2 separate regions of the Zea mays genome follow, and region 2 is linked to region 1. Evidence: chromatin contacts called from public Hi-C data. All regions are on one chromosome and are shown on one strand. Each heading gives the region's core, a stretch centred on a gene start, on an enhancer-like site or on the middle of the called end of the contact. The rest is flanking DNA. Distances are from core to core; before and after follow the strand shown. Region 1 holds the start of LOC100281917 (RING-H2 finger protein ATL2K). Region 2 holds the start of LOC100282833 (heat- and acid-stable phosphoprotein).

What was found. A called contact is a pair of places that touch in the nucleus more often than the background predicts.
Region 2: a Hi-C map of tassel shows a contact between it and region 1, with 2.3 times the contacts expected there. The contact joins the promoter of LOC100282833 here to the promoter of LOC100281917 in region 1. A contact is called at or near these places in 4 of 25 Hi-C or Micro-C datasets (bundle sheath, leaf and tassel).

The regions. Positions count from the first base shown.
Region 1 is chr8:180,426,638-180,429,533 of Zm-B73-REFERENCE-NAM-5.0, reverse strand. It overlaps LOC100281917 (RING-H2 finger protein ATL2K), which reads left to right and starts at 1,493. Exons shown (of 1, transcript NM_001154836.2): 1 at 1,493-2,569. The coding sequence starts at 1,665. The coding sequence ends at 2,378.
Region 2 is chr8:180,768,495-180,771,390 of Zm-B73-REFERENCE-NAM-5.0, reverse strand. It overlaps LOC100282833 (heat- and acid-stable phosphoprotein), which reads right to left and starts at 1,473. Exons shown (of 8, transcript NM_001155739.2): 1 at 1,185-1,473; 2 at 354-391. The coding sequence starts at 1,251.

The DNA.
Region 1 (2,896 bases), core at 244-2,743:
AGATTGAGGACGTGGGCACATCTCTGCGTGCGGCGCGCCATCGTGGAGGTTTAGGGCTGCCGAAGAGGATGACAGACGCTGTAGGCTGGGCTGCATAATGGGCCGCACCAACGGTTGGGCCACACGAACCACTGGGCTGCACGCAGGCACTGTTATGGGATTTATTAGATTAGTACCATACCGGCCACTAAGACAGACCAAACGTGGCTTATAAACGTTGGCGTGGATTGTTTGTTGCTCAGACTAATTCCTCTGGTACCGCACTAAGATGTATTTTTTGGCGCGGGGATGTACGTCCACGGTTGGGAGGCAGAACGGGTCGGATCGCCTGGATGAAACGAACGGTCCAGATTACCCGGAGGCAAACGAACGGTCCAGATTACCCGGAGGCAGAACCAGGGGAGGCAGCCTACCCCTTGCGTTCTTAATAGATAGTATAGATGTGTGTGTGTGTGTGCTGAAACTTGTGAGGGCACGAGAGAAGCAGGATTCGGATGAGGGAAGGGCCTTTTGTCCCTGTCGGTGTAGACACGAGAAAAGCTGGAGGAGGAGAACTGGATGTGTGTGCAGGACAGGTGACCGAGTGAGTGAGTGACAACTGGCCGGCCCTCAGTTACGAACTCGGTTTTTGTACTGTAGTTACACCGGTCAGTGTCACCAGCGCGACGGTGAGGAGCCTTCAGTAGACGACCGACCACCGGCTGCCGAGTGTCACCGCTTGGCACCACGCAATAATACGTACGAGTATTCGCAGAGACTCTCCTCCCATCCATGATCCATATCGGCCAGAAACCATCGATCGGCGAACTATTCCCGGCTCCTCTCCTGGACCTTTACCTCCGAGGCTAAGCAAGTTTCTTTGCGCGCGATTCGCATCGTCGCAGTCCCGTCACGGCGTCACGTCTCGTCGAGCCCAGGGGAAGAAAAAGGGAGAGGTGGGGCGCAACGCCAATGGCCACGTCGAAATTTCAAGGATATATCTGATGGACATCGAAGCTTGCTGTACATAATGCACATATTAAATTATCACCATTCATCTTAGTTTTGACGTCTCTTATTGATCATTGCAATTTAAAAATAACATCTTTCACGACTACATCCCACCACGTTGTAGAACGTCTTTAGTAAAATATATCAAACAACTAAAAATGTTAAATTAAAATAGATAATACTGATTTAATATATGCAATATATACACTAAATTCAAGTGCACCAAATATATTCTCTTCAAATATACCCGCAGCACGCGGCATGCAGCATCGCTTTCAGGCACCGAACGTCGCCCCACCATTGCACACATGACATGAGTTGACAGACATCCGAAGCTGCCGCGCTGTGCTGCCTGCCCACTACGCACCGCCCATGCCCAGGCAGGCCCCAGTCTGAAACCTATGTGCCAAAGCAAACCATTAGCGGCGCGCGGACGCTGCTCTGCTGCTTAAGCTTATTATAAAAGCAGGCGGGGGGTGCTGCTGCCAACCCCGCCCACCAAACCGCGCCACCCATTGTTGTCGCTTCTCACTTCTCACTCACCAACCAACCCAACCGAGCAACTTGGCTCGTACCGTACGTACTACCTGCTCCGACACGCCGAGGAGCTAGAGAGGACCGCGCGCGTGCTGCTGACCTGCGGGAGCTAGGACAGACACGATACGACAGATACCATGTCGACGACGACGACGAAGGCGAGCGACCCGGGGTCCGCGTGGTTCGGCAGCGGTGCACGGACCCGGTCGGCGGCGGGGATAAGCCACAACGCGCGGCTCGTCACCACCGCGGTCGCCGCGTTCGTGTCCGTGCTCGGCCTCGCCCTCTTCCTCCACCTCTACGTCTGCCACGTGCGCCGCCGCAACCGCCGCCGCGCGGCGGCAGTGCTGCCGACGACCACGGCCGCCGCGGCGGCGGCGGCGGCCCCGAAGCGCGGGCTGGATCCCGCGGCCGTCGCGGCGCTGCCGACCGTCCTCTACAGGGACGCGGGCGGCGCCGACGATGGCGCCGAGTGCACCATCTGCCTCGGCGCCGTGCAGGAAGGCGAGCTGGTGCGGGCGCTCCCGGCCTGCGGCCACGTGTTCCACGTCCCCTGCGTCGACACCTGGTTCGCGTCCAGCTCGTCGTGCCCGGTCTGCCGCGCCGAGGTCGAGCCGCCGCCGCCGCCGGCACTGAGCTCATCGGCTCTGTTCGTGCAGGCGGAGAAGGTGGTGCAGGACGCCGTCAAGGAGGAGGCCGGCAGCTCCACGCCGGAGAGGGGGATCGGTGCCTGCGCGTCGCTGATGAAGATGCTCAGCAGGGAGAGGCCGGCGCCGCGGAGGCCACACGCCGACGCCGGGGACTTGGACGACTTGGAACGGCAGCAGCATTCTGTTGCCGTCAATAATTAGCCTATTGTTTTTTATTAGAAAAAAAAGGAAAGAAAGGCGGCCTTTTTAGTCTGGTCGTTCTCCACATCATTTGTATATCCCGCATTTGCGTGAGTGGTGCAGTAGTAAGACAGGTCTGTGACTGTGAGCTCTTGACTTTTTTTGATGAATGTAAGAGCCCATTTCAAAAGAATTGGTATGGTTCGAATCTCTACAATTTAGTTCAAATTTGAACTCAATCCCTTTTTTTTGTCCACTATATATTTCGCTCGAGTTTCGCTGCTTAATTAGCAGGCTGCAAGGCATGGATGCGAAGCTTCAAGTTTTTTGTCCTACACCTTTGCTGTGTGAAAAAAAAAGATATGTGAAAGTGAAACCATGGAGTGGATAAAGCTATGTGACAATAAAGTTAAAGCAATGTGGCCCATACTAGAGTATGTGCTGTATATATATAGTTCCAAAATTTCGACGCATATTTGTAGACCCCGAATGGAGACATTAAAAAGAGTCTAGGCCGTATAATGACAGGCAAAAAAACT
Region 2 (2,896 bases), core at 224-2,723, 340 kb before region 1:
AGCAAACTTGTGGAACCCCCTCATTACCTCAACAACAAAGGGTGGCTAACACTTTTGGAACAATTTGATTGCCAAACTAAAAATTGAATTTAAATTGCAATAAGGGACATAACACAAATTTTCCACAGTCCACACCAAACATAATTACTCCATAAAATTATCGAATCACTGTACCCATTCTAGAAAGTGACCATCCATGGAGAAGAAATATGAGTTGGAGAAAATTGTATTTGATATTATCCAAATCAAGTGATGAAGAAATCCATTTTCACTCGTAGGAGTGAAAAAAGATCACGAGGAATAGAAGTAGCACTCATCATGCGCAACAAATTAATTGAAAGAATAGTACAGACCTTCTTAAAGGTGCGTGGCCGACCTGAAGTACCAGCAGCTGCAATTATTTGGAGGGTAAAAAAGGTTATAAGAAACAAGCCAAAAAATTCTCAGTAGCCATTCCATATCCCAAGGTAGCAATTAACGAAACAAGAAGAGGCTAAGGGCAGGTTTGCTTTGCAGCGGGGGGAATATGCCTGTTGCAGGCAAAGATCTCAGGTGTCCATTTTCCTATGCCTAAGACTGAACGATATGGCTGGCTAAGCCTGCCCAGACTAGTATAGAAACCAAACAAGCCCTAAGTGTAGCATTTCTTTCCTGTATTCAGCCTCTAGAGCTTCATCTGAGGCCAGATACAGTGTGCTAATTGATATACCACTGCGTTTAAACTTCACACAAACCCTTTTCGGTGAAGATCTCTGACAGTGAAGGGAAAATAAAGCCAAGTTGTCCTACTGCATCATTGCTGGATGAATAGAAGCAACCAAACGTTTGAAACACAATTACGAACCAAACTGTAAGTGCAAACACAGGTAGGTAAGCCTCCAAATCGAACAACTAGATCAACAAATCATCGTTCCTCCAACGATCCGAGGCACCATCAAATCCTACCAGTACACGAAAACCCCGAGGCGCAGACTAAAAGCGGGAATCTCAAGTGGTAACTCGCGACAAGCTACTAGACAATTTAAATTCTGCTCGGCCACGCAAACCCGGTGAAGAATTAGCTCACCCCGGAATCATCAGATCGAGCAGTCGCCTAGGCTCACCGCGTCACGCTCCAGACAAGAAATCGAATTCGACCACAAACGGGACCAAACAGAAAGGTGGGCAGGCGGGCGCATCGTTACCGATCTCCTCGGGTGTGGAGAAGTTGCGGCGGCCTGTGGGCTTCCCCTTGAACTTTCCCCTCCCCATGGCGGCGACGGCGGCGGGCGAGGCTGATGCAGATTACAGAGCGAGCTGGAAGGAGCGGAGGGGGAGGCGGTTCTCGCCTAGGTTGCACGCTGGGTGGGCACCGTGAAAAGCGCAGAAGGAATCGGAAACCTACCGCACCCCATAATACAATGGTGGGCTGGGAATCGCGGGGCGGCGGTTCGGCCCTCCAGACTCGAGAGCCCGCGAAACGGTGCGGTGCGGTGCGGTGCGGTTGCGACTTTGCAAGATGCCCGCTATGGAGGCCACAAAACGGGTCGCCAAGACGGCAACACGTGCGCTGTTCCAGCAACCTCCTATTCCGGCTTAGGTTGGGTTGAGCATATCGTGAATATAAAATATTGTTTTATTGTTTGGAATTTAAATTAGAAGATAAAATAGAGAATAAGATAGAACTGTTGAAATTTAGAAAAATCGAAATAGGAATCTAGGTTGAAGGTATTCAACTATTCATCGATGTGGAGTTACATTATCCATTGTTTGACGCATCGTTTTGTTTTCCTCTCACTGTTAATCGCTTTTTACACAGCCATGTGGAACTCTTTTCCTAGTGTCGTTTTTCTCCACTCAAACGGTAATCTTAGTTTTAACGGGTGTTTGGTTCTAGACGTTAACTGTTTGGATGTCAAATATAATTATTAAATATAGTCTAACTAAAGACTAAAAAAGAGACATTTTTAAGAAAAAAAAATAATTTGTGACTAGCAAATTTATTGTATAATCATAAAATAATTAGGTTTAATATTGTAGCATCACTTGCTTTGACCTTCGCCTTGCCAGGGAAGCCCTTTTATGCCTTGTCCTCAATTTATCAAACTATCTCCAAGTCATATCTCATTGAATACCAACCTAATCAATGTCTATCTTATACTTTATATTTTTTCAACAAAGATCACTCTACATAGCATGATCTCATATTAGCCTTGGTATTTTAGTCCTCTTGAACTTCTCCTATGTTTAGTCACTCGAAGTTCTTTCCTTGCTATCTTCATCTTATCAAGCTTTTCTTAAGTCATAGCACCTTGAATGTACACTGAATATCCTTTGCCCATAAGCAAACCTTCTTTGCTTGGGACTTCTCCAATTCATAGTCTTTTTAAGTCTCATGCTAATTATGCTCATCTTGTTTGCTTTCTCATATTGCTTGTGATATTCTATATTCATATAACCATTTCATCTTTTGTAGAATACCATCATTGTTCTGTTAGGTTGAACCTTGCATGCCTAAGACATATGCTTTATACTTAATTTAATGTTCATCACTAGTGAAAATTGATTAGTCCTTTGATAGTGTTTTCACTCAACCCACTAAAACCCACAAAGGTATTGATGCACTTTCATATCCTTTTAACCATGTGGGTGTAGCTAAAGCTACTAGAGATAAGTCCCAACTCTCTTAATATGTTAGTCAACTCTTATAGACCTATAATAGTCGGTTAGGATCCTATATATAACCTCAAGGAGATATATAATCATTGCACCTTCAACATCCAACCCAACGCTTCGTTGGACCGTCTAACAAGTACATTATTGGACCATTGTGTTACGGTCCAATGTCTCTCAACGAATATAGTGTTAGTACTATGTTAGCACTAGTTGTTGTCGATCGTTCAAGACCACACTCTAT